Linked DNA regions of Sus scrofa: region 1 is linked to region 2. Evidence: chromatin contacts called from public Hi-C data. All regions are on one chromosome and are shown on one strand. Each heading gives the region's core, a stretch centred on a gene start, on an enhancer-like site or on the middle of the called end of the contact. The rest is flanking DNA. Distances are from core to core; before and after follow the strand shown.

Region 1 (6,936 bases), core at 1,233-3,732, 810 kb before region 2:
TAGAGGTCTGGAAGACATTTCATGGTCAGTGAATGAACAAGTAAGGTATGGGGGACCCCTCCCCCTTGCACCCCACCAAGACTTCACACAGAAACAGTCAGAAGGCGCCCTTTGGGTGAGTCTGAATGGGCCAAAGAAGAAAAGAAGTTGCTTTCTAATTGCACCTTATGAGTCTTGCTTTTTAAAAAATTAGCATAAGTACAGCAGATATTTTTAGTTTGTATAATAACATAAAACCCATCTCAAACTGGCTTTTGCATAACAGATGTGGCTACAATGTGATCAAGGACCCAGCTCTGTTTCTCAGTGGTTTCTCTGGGCTCTGCCTCCCTGCAGGCTGGCTCCTTCCTCAGACTGGCATCCTTCTGGGCTACAAGATGGCAGGCAGCCGCAGAGGCAACCACCAGTTCCTTGTTCACTTCTGAAGGGAAGAACCTCACTTCCGGAGATCAGCCATCACAGCGCATCAGTCTCCTGCTGAGCAGAACCCCTCGAAGTCATCCCTGGACCAGGGAATGCCATGGTCTGGCTGGATTAGGCTTGTATTAATGAACCCAGTCAGTGGAACATAATTAAACGACCCAGGAGCCTCCACGGACACTAGAGAAAAGGTAAACCCAACCGAAATGCAAGGCTGCTGCCCAGGGGGGTGGCAACGGCATGGATGCTGAGAGATGGGAAAAAGTGTACACCTCAAGAGATCAGGAAGAACTGAAGAGAAGACATGGCCACTGAGCCATGCCCTTGATCCTGCTGTGCCCCCATCTGTGCCATGGCCTCTAGAGGAAAAGGGATTGGGATTAGGTAGAGGCTAGTGGGGGTGGGGGAGTGGATTGTAAAGGGGTCGGGTGTGGAGTGGGCAAGGCTACGGCGCATGGATAAAGCCATCGGCGAGCCCTGGAGCACTAGGCAGCAGGTGATATTTTGGAAACTGTAGGCAGTTAGTTTACTGGAGCCCAGGGGACTGGGGGAGGCGTGGGGGAGGCGAGGGGGAGTGTTAACTCAGGGCATTTGGACGGGAAAGGAGATGGATCTGCCAGATGCCCCTCTCAAATAGTGTAACCGAGGGGAGCTCAACAATGGGACGGTTCACAATGCGGTGGGCAAGATGAAGGGAGTCCCCTGAGATGCGCTGGCACGGGGTCGTAACTGCACAAAGCCTCTCCATCCCTGGGTCTGAGGGGGGACCTGGGGAGCCCTCATCAAGGATCCACAGATCTGAGGCTGCGTGACAGGAGCTGTGGGCTTTGCCAGAAGGGTGTCGTCTATACTTAGCAACATGGCTGGGAAATAACACAGCAACCTCTCTCTTCTTGCTCAATGCTAGTGACTATAGCTGGTTAGTATAAATTGCAAGCTGATGGGCAAGGGAGCCAGTGGCTGCAGCCCGTACAGGTCAGCATTCTGGGATCCAGAGCAGAACGGGAAGCAGTGGAGGGTAGATTCAGAGGGTCAGTCAAAAAACATCCAGCACAGAAGGAGGGACACACAGCTGGAGGAAGAAACAAATTCTCAGAAAACAACCCTGTGGATCTCAGGATGTCACCGTGGATTTCAAAGTTGGAGCACCATGGGCCTCTAGAGGGAGCTCAAGGATTTCTCTCCTTCCACTCACCTGCTCCAGAGAAAAAACAGGCTCAGGATGGAAGAGACTCCGCAGAAAGATCCCTCTGCTAGAGGATGGAACTCAGAAGTGGAAAGGGATTGCTCGTAGAACAGAAAATTTCCCTTCTGCACGTAGATTTACTATGTTTGGATTGATTGGAAATAACACTGATTAAAGAAATCAAAGCTAACGTCAAATATATTCAGTGCCTGCCGAGGTTTTCGTACAGCGTTTAGTAGAACTCTTCAAGGTAAATACCATTTTAATTCCCATTTTACAGACTAGGAGGCTGAGAGAGCCTGGATTTGAACCTACATTACACTGGACCACTCTGCTCCTTGCTTCTCCCAGGCTGCTGGTTTAGTCGGCTGGGTCAAATGTTGCCCCTGCTTAGAAGTCTGCTAAAACCAGGGCAGGGTCCAGGGAAAAGGGGCCTTATAAGGAGAGGAAACTATATTAGGGTTTCTCTTCCTTTAACGATCTTAGGTATATATTTAACGATTGAACACGGATCACCGGCCAAGCTCTGAGCCAGGTGCCAGGAATTTCCAGGTGAGCAAGAAGAGAGGCTGCACAGTGTAACACCGCAGAGATTTCAAGCCTGACTGAGCAGATGGAGTCCTGAGCCTTCTACACCCGACCTGTGTGACCCAGGGCCAGTCACTTAGGTCAGTATCTGTTTCCTCATCCTGAAAATATAAAGAATAGATAAATGCACTTAGAACAATGCCAAGCATGTGTTCATGTTACAAAGGTACCAGCTGCTGTCTTTACAACAAACACACTGTCAGCCTTTGAAGGTTTTACAGTGGATGGAGAGACACAGAGAGAGAAAGACAAGGTCAGGTGCAAGGGAGTCAAAAGGCCACACTCTCTGCCACGTCAGCAAGGTCCAGGGTTATAAGGGCAAAGGGAGGTGTGATCCAGCTTAGCTGTTGGGTTTGGGGTCAAAGCTCTAGTTCCAAAGGGGCAGACAGGTTCTTGTCTGGCATCTCAACTCTGAGCAGTTGACACCAGCTGCCTGAACCACGGGGTTAAGAGGGAATCTCAGGCTGCAGGGAGAATGAAAGCGAAAGCACGCCATGAGTGAAAAAGGATGTCTGCCGTCACGACAGAGGATTGAGAGGAGGCGGCACAGGGCTTTAGAACAGTGTTCTTTTGCCTGGAATGCTCCTTCAGCAGGGACATCCAGGAGGGGACTCACACGCCCGATTAACATCACAGATTAAGGTCACCCATCATCCCAGTTTGTCCGGCACGGAAGGGATCATCCTGCATCCAAGAAAACCCCTCAATCTTTGGTGCAACCCACTTTGCTTTCCAGGCTTTTCCACCTGATGACACTTAAAATAACAACAACAACAACCATGAACAGTAGAGATGATGGTTTTTCTCAGCCTGTGAAAGGCAGGCGTTGCTGTGATACGCTGGCCTTCAAATCCTAACATTTCCCTTCACCTCCTTCCCAACAGCCAAACGGTATAGTGCTCCCACTTCTCAGCTTTTTCCCGGTTCTATCCATTGAAGTCTTAGCAGGAAACAGATGGCACCCTCAAAGGGCTTTAACTGAAAAGCATTTCGTGCAGGGATTGTTTACAGAGGCGTGGGCAGGGTTAACAGAACCAACAAGATCTGGGGAGACACCCGGAGATTAGTCCTCCCGACCTGATGAGCGCTGAGCTGTGCCAAGAGGCACCTGGGAGCTGGAGCCTCGGCTGCAGGGCGGTGGGGCTGGAGGACTGACGGGGGAGGAGGAGGAGGAATCCCTGAATTCGCCCTCCTCCTGCCCTCTGCCTCTTGCCAGCGCCTCCTGGTCAGAGGGCCAGGTGGCAGGTGTAGCCGCAGCCAGCTTTCCAGGCCGCAGGGTCTGGCCAGAAAGGGCAGAGAAAAGGGCTAAGAATAACCAGGCCAGGCTACCCTGTGGTCACTCAGCTTCCATGCTCGTCCTTTCCTCAGCTGAAGCAACTCGGATCCCCAACACTGGGAACCCGCAAAGTCTCATCGCCCTGGACCCTCATATAGGGCACAAATGAAGCTACCGATGGAAAAGAACCACGCCCAGGGATGTGGAGAACAGACGTGTGGTTGCCGAGGGGAGGGGGAGGGAGTGGGAGCTGAGACTTCAGGGTTCGGAGATGCAAACTCTTGCATCTGGAGTGGCAATTACAACAGAATGTAGCAGCTACGACCCCTCATTTGAGCAGATCTAATGGATAATCCCCCCTTCCTCCTTCTACCACTTATTCTATCATTCCATCATGCCTGTACTTTTGACTAGCACCTTGGCAGTGAAGGTGTTCTTTTTTGTTTGTTTGTTTCCTTCTTACGGCCACCCCTGCGGCATGTGGAAGTTCCTTGGCTAGGGGTTGAATAGCAGTTCAGCTGAGGCATACGCCATAGCTCGCGGTAACCCCGTATCCTTAACCCATCAAGCACGGCCAGGGATTGAACCCACAATCCTTATAGAGACAACATCATGTCCTTAACCCACTGAGCCACAACGGGAACTTATCTGAAGGGATGAGTCAAACCTTCAATCCCATAGGACCAGGGTGCTTCATGGCTCTGTCTTTATCAAGTTGCTGTGGTTTCCCTTGGACCATGACTATTGAACAGGGACTGCAGTAAATCCCATGGCCTTCAGACATGGCATTGTCCCCGTTTTGCAGCAACAATCCAATTTCTCCTTGATAAGTAGGATCAATCACACTGGCCCATATAGACACCCAACTCTCCGCCCTTAATTCCTCGCACGCGCAGCCTGAGATGGCCAGGGGGCAGTTTTACTGTTGACCAGTGGAAATAGTCTCCCTATTTGGCACAAGGACCTCGACTCACTAGCTACAATGTTTCAGGGACGGGAAGATAATCTTCTTGGAGGGAGTGTTCAAGGATAACAGTAAGAAGACACCTCCATCTCCACCCCTGGGTTCCCAGAGCTACAATCCAACACCTTGTATGGACCACTGATGGGACCACTTGAGCAATAACACCCCAACCTCACAAGACGTTGCCTCTCCCTGGATCTGGGAACTGAGACCTCCATGTGACAGTGTATCCTCTCCTCAAGCCAGATGCTTCTAGGTGATGTAAGAACAACGGATTTCATGACGGGAGCTCTCAATATCACAGTTATTTCACTGTAAAGGAGTTCCTCAGTCAGGGGCAATGATGCGTGGGACACCGTGGGGGTGACGAAGGCCGTCTATCCGCCACATACGGCAGTGCTGGCAGAAGCATCACAGGCAGGAAAGGGGAATCACTTTCCAGGAGCTGCAAGTATTCCCCAAAAGACACATTACTGCCCCTTCCAAAACGGAGTGGTTCCGAATAATGAACCTGGATGGCTGGTCTCCTAGGAAACGATGCCGCCTAAGGGCTCAGTGTTAGATTCTGGTTTAGAAAGTTGGAGCCTCATCAGCAGCAGGGGGAGCCTCATCAGTAACTGTGGGGAGAGGAGTGCTTGTTTGTGTCCCCATATATCACCTCTACCTCTGTTCCCACAGCCACTTGGTACCTGGGCCACTTACGTGAGCACAGAGATGGCCAGGGAAGGAGGCTCACTGGCAAACATGGCCTAGGCCCCTTTAGCCACCTCCTTATTTAGCCTTCCATGCAACGGATGTCTTGGATGGCCATTCTTAGAGGTGCATGTTATAATTTTCCTTCAGGTGATCTTGGCACCAGTTTTCCAAAATTGCTAAGCCCCTGATAAGTTGATCAACCCATTATCTATTGCCCATCAATCAGTGTATTTCAGGAAACTCAGGTTGTCTCTTTTTCTCATGCCAGTTGACTAACCCGATGTAGTGCCCCAAGTCGTGTCCACTGGCAGATTTCCCTCAGACTTGCAGAGGCACCCTAGGCAGAAACATCCTTAGGTCAAGCCAGCGTCAGGCCCCTGGCCTTCTGATTCTTTGATCATAGGGGATCCCCTGAAGCCAGAGGTATGGATTGAGGGAAAGGCGGGAAAGAGTGGGAAGCCTGAGTCACTCGCTTCTGCAGGGAAGAGAAGTGCTGAGAATAGAACTGGGGCTGTGAAGGGATAAAGAATAACAGCTCCCCCACGTATGCACAAGTTCTTTACCCTTCAATTTAAAAGGAATGATTCGTCAGCAAGCTTCTCCTTACTTTAGGTGAGAAAATCCTTACAGATGTAACAGCATCAATATTCAAGCCAAGAAGGCACTAAAGGAATAATAACTTAGCACTTGACATATATTTCTGACAAATAATGTATTTTATAGTCCACCCTAAACAGACCTAAGGTAAAAGTAGAGGCATCCAACATCTATGCATAATTGATTTTTGCCAGAAAGTCTATTTTGAAAGGTGAGCTTCTGCTACCTTCTTTATGCTTTTGTGCTTTTTAAAACAAGTTTCACTTTGATATTTTCTTTGTCAGCGAGAGGAAAAATCAGATCAATTCTATAAGACTGGTTTTCTATAAGCATTATTGAAAGTGTTGGAGTTGCAATATGGAGTCTTTAAAATAAATGTGCTTAGGAGTTCCCATCATGGCTCAGTGAAAACAAGTCTGACTAGTATCCATGAGGACTCAGGTTCAATCTCCGGCCTTGATCAGTGGGTTAAGGATCTGGAGATGCCAAGTGGTATATGTCACAGACATGGCTCGGATCTGGTATTGTTGTGGCTATGGTGTAGGCTGGTGGTTACAGCTCTGGTTCGACCCCTAGCCTGGGAACCTCCATATGCCACAGGTGAGGCCCTAAAAAAAAAATTAATTGATTAAGTTTTTTAAAAATGTGCTTAAAGTAACCTATGATGTCAGAAGTCAGGGAAGGCAGCACAGGGGGTCATCTAGCAGCTGATAGTGGTGTGTTTCCTCCTCTGGGCATTGGTTACGTGGGGGATTTCATTTTGTGAAATTACAACAAGCTGTGTGCTTATGATAGATGTACTATTGAATACATCTATTACATTTCAATAAGAAAGGAAAAGATATAATGTGTTCTATAGAATGATGACATTCTTGCAAAAGCTTTCATGAATTAGAAACTAGACTATACAATTTCATAAAATGCTACACAATTAGAGTATTTTTCCAACTAAGCAGCCTATTAGAATCATTTATCGAAGGCTTACAATGGAGGGCACTGCATTAAGTATCATCTATAGTCTTATAAGCAGGGCAGCACATCTACATTAAAAACAATTAATTCACAAGCCAGATAGTTATTGAGCACCTACTAAGTATCAGATACAGTCTAGACCCCTCCGATTACACGAGCGAGCAAAACATGGAACGCTTGTTTTTATGGAACTGATACCTAGTGAGGGGAGACGGGCAATTAACAGCAGTCAATAAG
Region 2 (7,434 bases), core at 4,416-6,915:
GATGACATTTTCTTCCCTAAGAGTTTTTAAAATCTTTGTAACATTTTTCTTAAATAGATGTTTGAAAATAGGCCAAGGCCTTTGATAGTTGTAACCTAGAGTAGTAACACTGTTATAGTATAGCATTTGAGAGTTTGAAAGATATTTTAGATATAAAATAGTCAAATATCTTTAATAACATACACCAAGGTGGGCATTTTCCTCCGTGAAAAGTTAGCATTATTCTAGCAAATTATAAGCTTATAGCTAATACCAGATTAAATGAAATGATCAGTATATGACTAACATTATAAGCCTGTGGGTATGCGATTTATTGGGCTTGCCACACATAGGTGATCACAGTCCATCAGCAATGGGATAATGAATGAACTGTTCAAATATCACCACTTTTGTTTTGAATTTTAAATACTCTAATTTAGCTGATATTTAAGCCTTTGCTAAAATTTTATCCTGTTGTTGGAATTTTACTCTCGTCTAATTATTTTTAGTAACACATTAATATTCCAAAGACATCTAGAGATAATAGCTAAATAAACAAAACCATTAAGGAGTAGAAAAGTGTCAATGAAAGCATAATGTAATATTTTATTAATCACTGATAGATGTAAGTTAATTTTGGTAACATTAACTACAGTGTTTAAGATTTCTTAGTTGGGAAATAATGTATAATTTATATATTAAAAATCTATAAAAATGATATTAGTCTAAACAGATGATTTTCCTGGCATATTATTCACTTAGTAATTGCCAAATTCTGAATCATATAGACTAAAAGGACGGAAATTGGAAATCTGAAGGAAAAAAACATCTGAGTGGCATTACCCAAGAGATAAACCCCAGACTGATGATATTAAGGATGATCACCCAGAGGGATGAGAGAAAGATTAAAAGGAACTTAAGGCATTTTCCTGTAATATCTTCAGAATGACAAAATCATTAGAGCTTCACAAATTGAGTTTATTTGGCACCTGGAAAAAGCTCTTTTTCACATCAAAAGGGAAGAAAGAAAAGACCCATTAAGCCAGAAAACCAAATAAAACAGTTTCCTTTAGTTTTGCTAATTCATTGGAGTATAATTATAGAAAGTTGCTTGGAAAAAACACAAAACAATATTTGCAAAAAACTGAACTCCATATAAAGAAGCTTCAGACAAAGTAATCATTACTTCGACTAGATACTTATAAAAAAGAAGTATAGGAGACCCCAGCAAACATATTTTCAGGAGTTCCCGCTGTGTTGCAGCAGGTTAAGGATCTGGCATTGTCTCTGCAGCAGCTTGGCTTGCTGCTGAGGCACAGGTCATATTTTTTGATAGAACAGCATATTATTCTAATTTCTCTTCTCTCTGTTGTATTACATACATTATATACTTATAAAAGTTATTCTTGATGAGTACTTGGATGATGATGAAATTGTGAAGCAGTTCTCTTATATTTGGGATTCAAAGAGATGATTCTAAGCAAATTTTAAAGAAAAAATGGAGTTATCTGGAGGAAGAGGATTTCAGAGAACAGTAAGTTCAAAGCCCCAGAGGAAAGAGGATTATGGGAAGTTGAAGGATCAGCAAGTAAGCTACAGTGGCTGGGACAAAGCGAGTAAGTGGAGATGGGTAGGTGACTGGATGCTGATCAAGTGGTTCTTAACACTTATTAAAATAATGTTTTAATTCCAAAGATGGACTGTGTTTAGGTCGTGAGTTACATTAGGTAAAAGTTCAAAAGCAAAATGGCATGATAATAGACCTACTCTTTTCCCCCATGTTGGTTTTTATTAATCTGTATTATTGGCTACATATTTTTACTATTAATTTCTGTACATCACTTCTTCAGTTGCAGAACTATATATTCACAATGATCTAATTCATTTGGCACTTCAATTATTTTATCTAACTTTGGCATGTACTTTCCCCATCACAACTGAAGAAATTATGGTTCATTTATTTCTTACAGACTCATACTTTTAAGGTTATATTAAATAAAGCATTCAATACAGTTTTATATTGTGTGTACTATAGTTCCCGAAGATAAAAGATCTTGGAACTGTCTGAAGAAATAAATTAGTTGCAAGAGGTTGTTGACATAGACACAACTGTAATTTCCTAAATGGTATCAATAATAAATTTGTGACAAGTTGACTGGGGGGAAAGAGTATTGATTCGACCGACCTCTGGAACATAAGCTTTGGTTTCCCATCACTAAATGAATGAGTTTGAGTTGGGGTGTTTAATGATAACGATAATAACCATCTAATTAGAAGTAACTCATCCCAAGGTGTCTCAGTCATTCCTGTTGCATTAACTTATAGCATATTTTAGTTATATTCAAATGCACTGAAATTATTCCTCAACTTATGTGTCTTTCTCTGAAAAGACGAGGTATTTCCACTTTCTTGTGGAAATTGAGTGGGATGGGGAATTGTGCAACAATCCAGGCACACCTGTTATTCAAATAAATTTAAAAGGGACTTCGTTGCCATGAATAGAAAAAAAAAAAAAAAAAACAACGAGGCTGTTGGGATATTATTCTTTCCTTTTCTATCCTCATTTCTTTTTGTTCTTTGTTTCTTTGCCTTACCCTTTTCTTCTGTTGCTACAGCTCTTACTTGTTTTTGTTTTTCTCCTCTTGATTTTGCCTTGTCTTGCTTATTCTCTTATCTAGGAGAATTTACATGAATGTCTCACTATTTCTGTGGTCACATACTGTTGGAGCACGGCTAACTCCAGAGGGGAGGTAAATTAAATTAGCAAGTGAAGTGTCTGCTCCCAAGGCAGGATGCATTTCTGGGAAAGTCCTCTAGGTGTCTGACCTGTGCACATATTCCACAGTTGTGCCATTTACACACTCAGCCTGAGAGTAAGCAATATCGAGCTTACATTTCCCTTTTGAAAGCACACATTTCCATTCACAACATTCATTCATCGATCAAAGTTATTTTCTTTTTGAGATGCACGACAGTCCAAAAACGGTTTTGTCATGAGTCTGTCATTGCTTTTAAAATGACATTGGATATACTGGAGGAAAGCATTTCAAATCAAATCATGGAATAGCTCACATAAAATAGCAGCTGTTTTTGAGTCACTTCACAATAGTATGTAAATAAAACAGTTCTAGCAGCTGGAAGAACAAAACGGTCTTTGATAACACTCTAATTATTTATTATGACTGCTTTGATGCAGCATTTATATGAACACAAGTTATATTTTTAAAAGCCAGAAGGAAATTAAAAGTAAACAAAAGAATTGCACTCCTGACCAACTTCTTTGCCTCAAGGTTATTATAATTGGGCAGCTGCTAGATTTTTTTTTTTTTCATATTCTTTCAATTTTGTGGTTCTGGCTTCTTTATCAGATGTACACAAAATTACTAGGATGTTTAAAATAACAAGATGTAGAGAAAATGTCTTTTTTTCAGTAGAATCAAAATGAAACTTTGATAATCAAACCTATATCAATTATGAAATTACCCTCTAATCCTCATTTCTTAAGTTTTATTAATTAATAGGATTTTTTTCCCCAAGCACTGTCCTTGCTAAGTGTCTTTAAGGTAAATATTCTATAATACTGGGACATGAATGGGAAATAGATCCTAATAATGGAAGAAATGCATGCAGCCATTTAATTTTCTTTTTTTTTTTTGGTTTTTTTTTTTTTTTTTGGATAAAATCCTTACAAGTGAGAACTCAACCTGTGGAAATGAGGTCTCACTATTTTTACCACCTACATAGAGAAAACACATATATGCAAAGAAATGATTGATTTAAGAAGAAATAAGTGGTTAATAGTGGTTTAGGATGATATGTGCCTAATGTGTTTTATTTCATTTAAATATTTATAACTGAAGATGGACGTTCCTTAAGATCCAGTAATCATGCTCATTTCCAGCCTTAGTTGCAGGTAATTTGTTGAAATGTGTGGTATGGAGAGTTGAACTCACAGAGTAAAGTGACCCTGCTCTTGTCTAGTGAAATAGGTATTTCAAGGAGGAGGGGGTTCTTCATGTGTCTACGTTAAGCAAAGCATGGGGACAGGAGGGTGGACCTGTCTCTGAGAACTCTAGAGCTCTTTTATGTTACATACAGACAGGCAAACCAAAGGGAGAAATTGTGGTTTTTCCAAAGGTAAATGGGATTGACAGTGGGGATTCCCAGATCACAGTCACATCACTAGATGCTCAGGTAGATGATCCAGGGCACAAGAGGAATGAGAAAAAGAGCAGACAGAGTAATCACAGAGATAGGAAGACAAAACCCAAAGTGTGCTTCTTATCATTCCCTGAACGCCCCTTCTGGACTTTTTATTCGTTTATCATTGCTTTTTATATTAGCATTCCCCTCTCCTCTATTTTTTTCTCATATATTCTTGTGCCTGAAATACATGTCTCCCAGTCTTGTGATGCAAAGTCTTTCCACTCCTTGGTCACTGTTGGCATTTTGGTCCCAGTGATGCTTTGTTTGGAGATTATCTTGTGCGTCATACAATGTTTAGCCACATCTCTAACCTCTGCCTATTAGAAACCAGTAGTAACCCTTCCCCTACAAGTCATGGCAAAAAAAAAAAAAAAAATCTCCAAACATTGCCAGATGCCCCCTGTGGTTTTGTGACAAAATCACCCTGATTGGGAACCACTGTTCTATATAATTTACTGCTTCTGGCATTGAGTCGTGATTCAATTTAGTATATGACTAAATTGACATCAGTTGAATTCTATGGATAGTATTGATCCCTCCTGAGTTATTGGCTGGGAAGATGTAAAATGAATTAAAATATGCAAAATTTTCTTATGACATTGGAGTAGATTATTGTTAGGTATGTTCCCATGTGTTTACCTTTAGTTTCCTAGAGGAAAATAATTAATGATAACAACACACCTTTATTGAGTTTTTTCTGTGTATCCAGCTCTGCTCTAGGTGAATTGGATGAATTAATTCATTTAATTATTTTAATAATCTATATGTCAAATCATGACTATCATATTCTCTATCCTTCATTCTTTCCTTCAGCAGCTAGTAATATATTTTATTTTCTTTGTTACCCATTGAATATTTACTGCTTGATTGATGGAAATAGCGCTCTATAGCTGAAAATCCACTATTCTTTAACTTTCATGTTCATGTTTCTTTTCTCACCACCTTTTCTTTTTTTCCTGAAGGAATGGCAGCATTTATCAGCACCCTTACAGATGTATGCTAGGCTAATTGAAAACTATTTTTAGGTTTTTGGAAAGAATAGTACTTATCAAGAACACATCATGCTTGGGTTTTTGTCCAAATTGAGAAAGTTCTTCATTGGCAATAAAAAAGTTCCTGCAAACTTGAGTAGTTATAATATCCTCTCCAATTGCTTTCTTCTGTCACATCAAATCAAATTCACTGCTTTTTCAATTATTCTTATTTTCCAAAATAGGCATCTCATAACTTTGAAATGAAGAACAAGGAACAAGTTTACAGATGTGCAGAGAATGTAGCCAGGATGTTAGAACTGAAGGAGCCCCATGGACTGAGATGAAAACTGAAGCGAGAAAGGAGAGCCCTGCTCTGACCCTTGCCAGGAGACCTGGTAGAGCTGAGAGCTGCTGCCACCTTAAAGCTCTCTCTTATCTGCAGTTGGCTTGGAGGTCGCAGGGTGATAAGGGAGGTGGCAGCTGTGCTGGGAGAGTGGGTGGCTCATAAACAAACTCAGCCCTTTGACTCGCCACTTTATCGGTGTTGTGAGACAGGGCAGTACGCTACGCAGTGTTGAAATAAATCCTAATTGTAATTGCCTTGACATTTGCCTAGCAGATACCCCCCTGGGATGTGGGAGGATATTTCCTCCCTGAGCAAGACTGGCCAAAATGTTCTTTCCAAAATGTATGCCTCATTGCACTGATCCGACCACATGTTTTGAATTATGCTGGGTCAATATTCAGGTGAAAGGGAGAAGATATATCTATTACTTATGAAGTGGAAGCTTTTCCCCTCTAAGTTTCTTATAAAAAGATACTTGTATACCTGTAAAAATACAGATAACTACAGATAGCTGAGTTCTAGACCAGACCTACAGAACCAGAATTTTCAGGGAAGTGGCTTAGTGAAATAATTATAAACAAATAAACAATCATATATCACTGATGATTCCAATAACAATTTTAAAAATATTAATGGGGATTTCCCTTTGTGGCTCAGTGGTTAACAAATCCGACTAGGAACCATGAGGTTGCGGGTTCGATCCCTGGCCTTGCTCAGTGGGGTAAGGATCTGGTGTTGCCGTGAGCTGTGGTGTATGTCGCAGACGTGGCTCGGATCCCACGTTGCTGTGGCTGTGGCGTAGGCCGGTGGCTACAGCTCCGATTGGACCCCTAGCCTGGGAACCTCCATATGCTGTGGGTGCGGCCCTCGAAAAGACAAAAAAGACAAAAAAAAATAACAATAACAATAATGGAAGGATAATGGTATAAAAACATTATGAATGACTTTAGAACTCTTGCCCACTCATTACTAAAGACTGTATATCAGAGGTTCGCCTTGCTCTATACTGATATTATTTTTTTTTCAGTGCCTGGCACTCAATAAACATTCAGGGGAAAGTCAAAGGAACTCTCTTAAGAAATAACATTTTAGGAGTTCCCGTCGTGGCGCAGTGGTTAACAATCCGACTAGGAACCATGAGGTTGTGGGTTCGGTCCCTGCACTTGCTCAGTGGGTTAACGATCCGGCGTTGCCATGAGCTGTGGTGTAGGTTGCAGACGTGGCTCGGATCCCACGTTGCTGTGGCTCTGGCGTAGGCCGGTGGCTACAGCTCCCATTGGACCCCTAGCCTGGGAACTTCCATGTGCCGCCGGAGCGGCCCAAGAAATAGCAAAAAAAAAAAAAAAAAAAAAAAAAAAAAGAAATAACATTTTATAGGAACAGAATAATTTTAGGATAGCAAATAAAGACTAAGATATAAAATGCGAATAAAGAATAAGATAAAACATGCTTCTCTTGTCTACACTAGTTATTCAGGAGAGAATAAAAGCCCCAGGTAGCATTGCCAAATCATCTCTAACCCAATGTTCTTATACAAATTATATATATTCATGCCATATTTTCAAACATACATGCAAGAACTTCCATCCACATTTTAATTATCATATTAACTGGATGAACCTGTGCTGGGCGAGGGATTGCAGGAGGCACGAATTCAAGCTAGTGGGTGTCCAAAGCAAAGTGGGACTAATTCCAGGAGAAGACAGGCTTTTTGTTGAACTGCTATCTCTTTGGGTAGAATCTTATTCATTCCTTGTTAATATACTTTAGTGTTTGCAAAGGTTGAAGACAGAAAAGGATCCTTGTCTTTTTTTTTTTTTTTTTTTTTTTTTTTGTCTTTTTGCCATTTTTTTGGGCCACTCCTGCAGCATATGGAGGTTCCCAGGCTAGGGGTCTAATTGGAGCTGTAGATGCCAGCCTACCCAGAGC

What was found. Hi-C and Micro-C count contacts between places; a contact is called where the count stands out from the background.
Region 1: a contact with region 2 is called in a Hi-C map of omental adipose tissue, with 2.5 times the contacts expected there. The contact joins two enhancer-like sites. A contact is called at or near these places in 14 of 47 Hi-C or Micro-C datasets (alveolar macrophages, embryonic fibroblasts, epiblast stem cells and 9 more).

The regions. Positions count from the first base shown.
Region 1 is chr5:93,113,632-93,120,567 of Sscrofa11.1, reverse strand. No RefSeq gene overlaps it. Among named protein-coding and RNA genes, the nearest start is that of POC1B, 15 kb to the left of the region's middle. Within about 2 kb of position 2,482, at least 13 of the 83 cell types and tissues checked have an H3K27ac peak or open chromatin away from gene starts, as enhancers often do. A contact at or near this core is called in omental adipose tissue, where this site is marked.
Region 2 is chr5:92,309,767-92,317,200 of Sscrofa11.1, reverse strand. No RefSeq gene overlaps it. Among named protein-coding and RNA genes, the nearest start is that of CCER1, 430 kb to the right of the region's middle. Within about 2 kb of position 5,665, at least 3 of the 83 cell types and tissues checked have an H3K27ac peak or open chromatin away from gene starts, as enhancers often do. A contact at or near this core is called in omental adipose tissue, where this site is marked.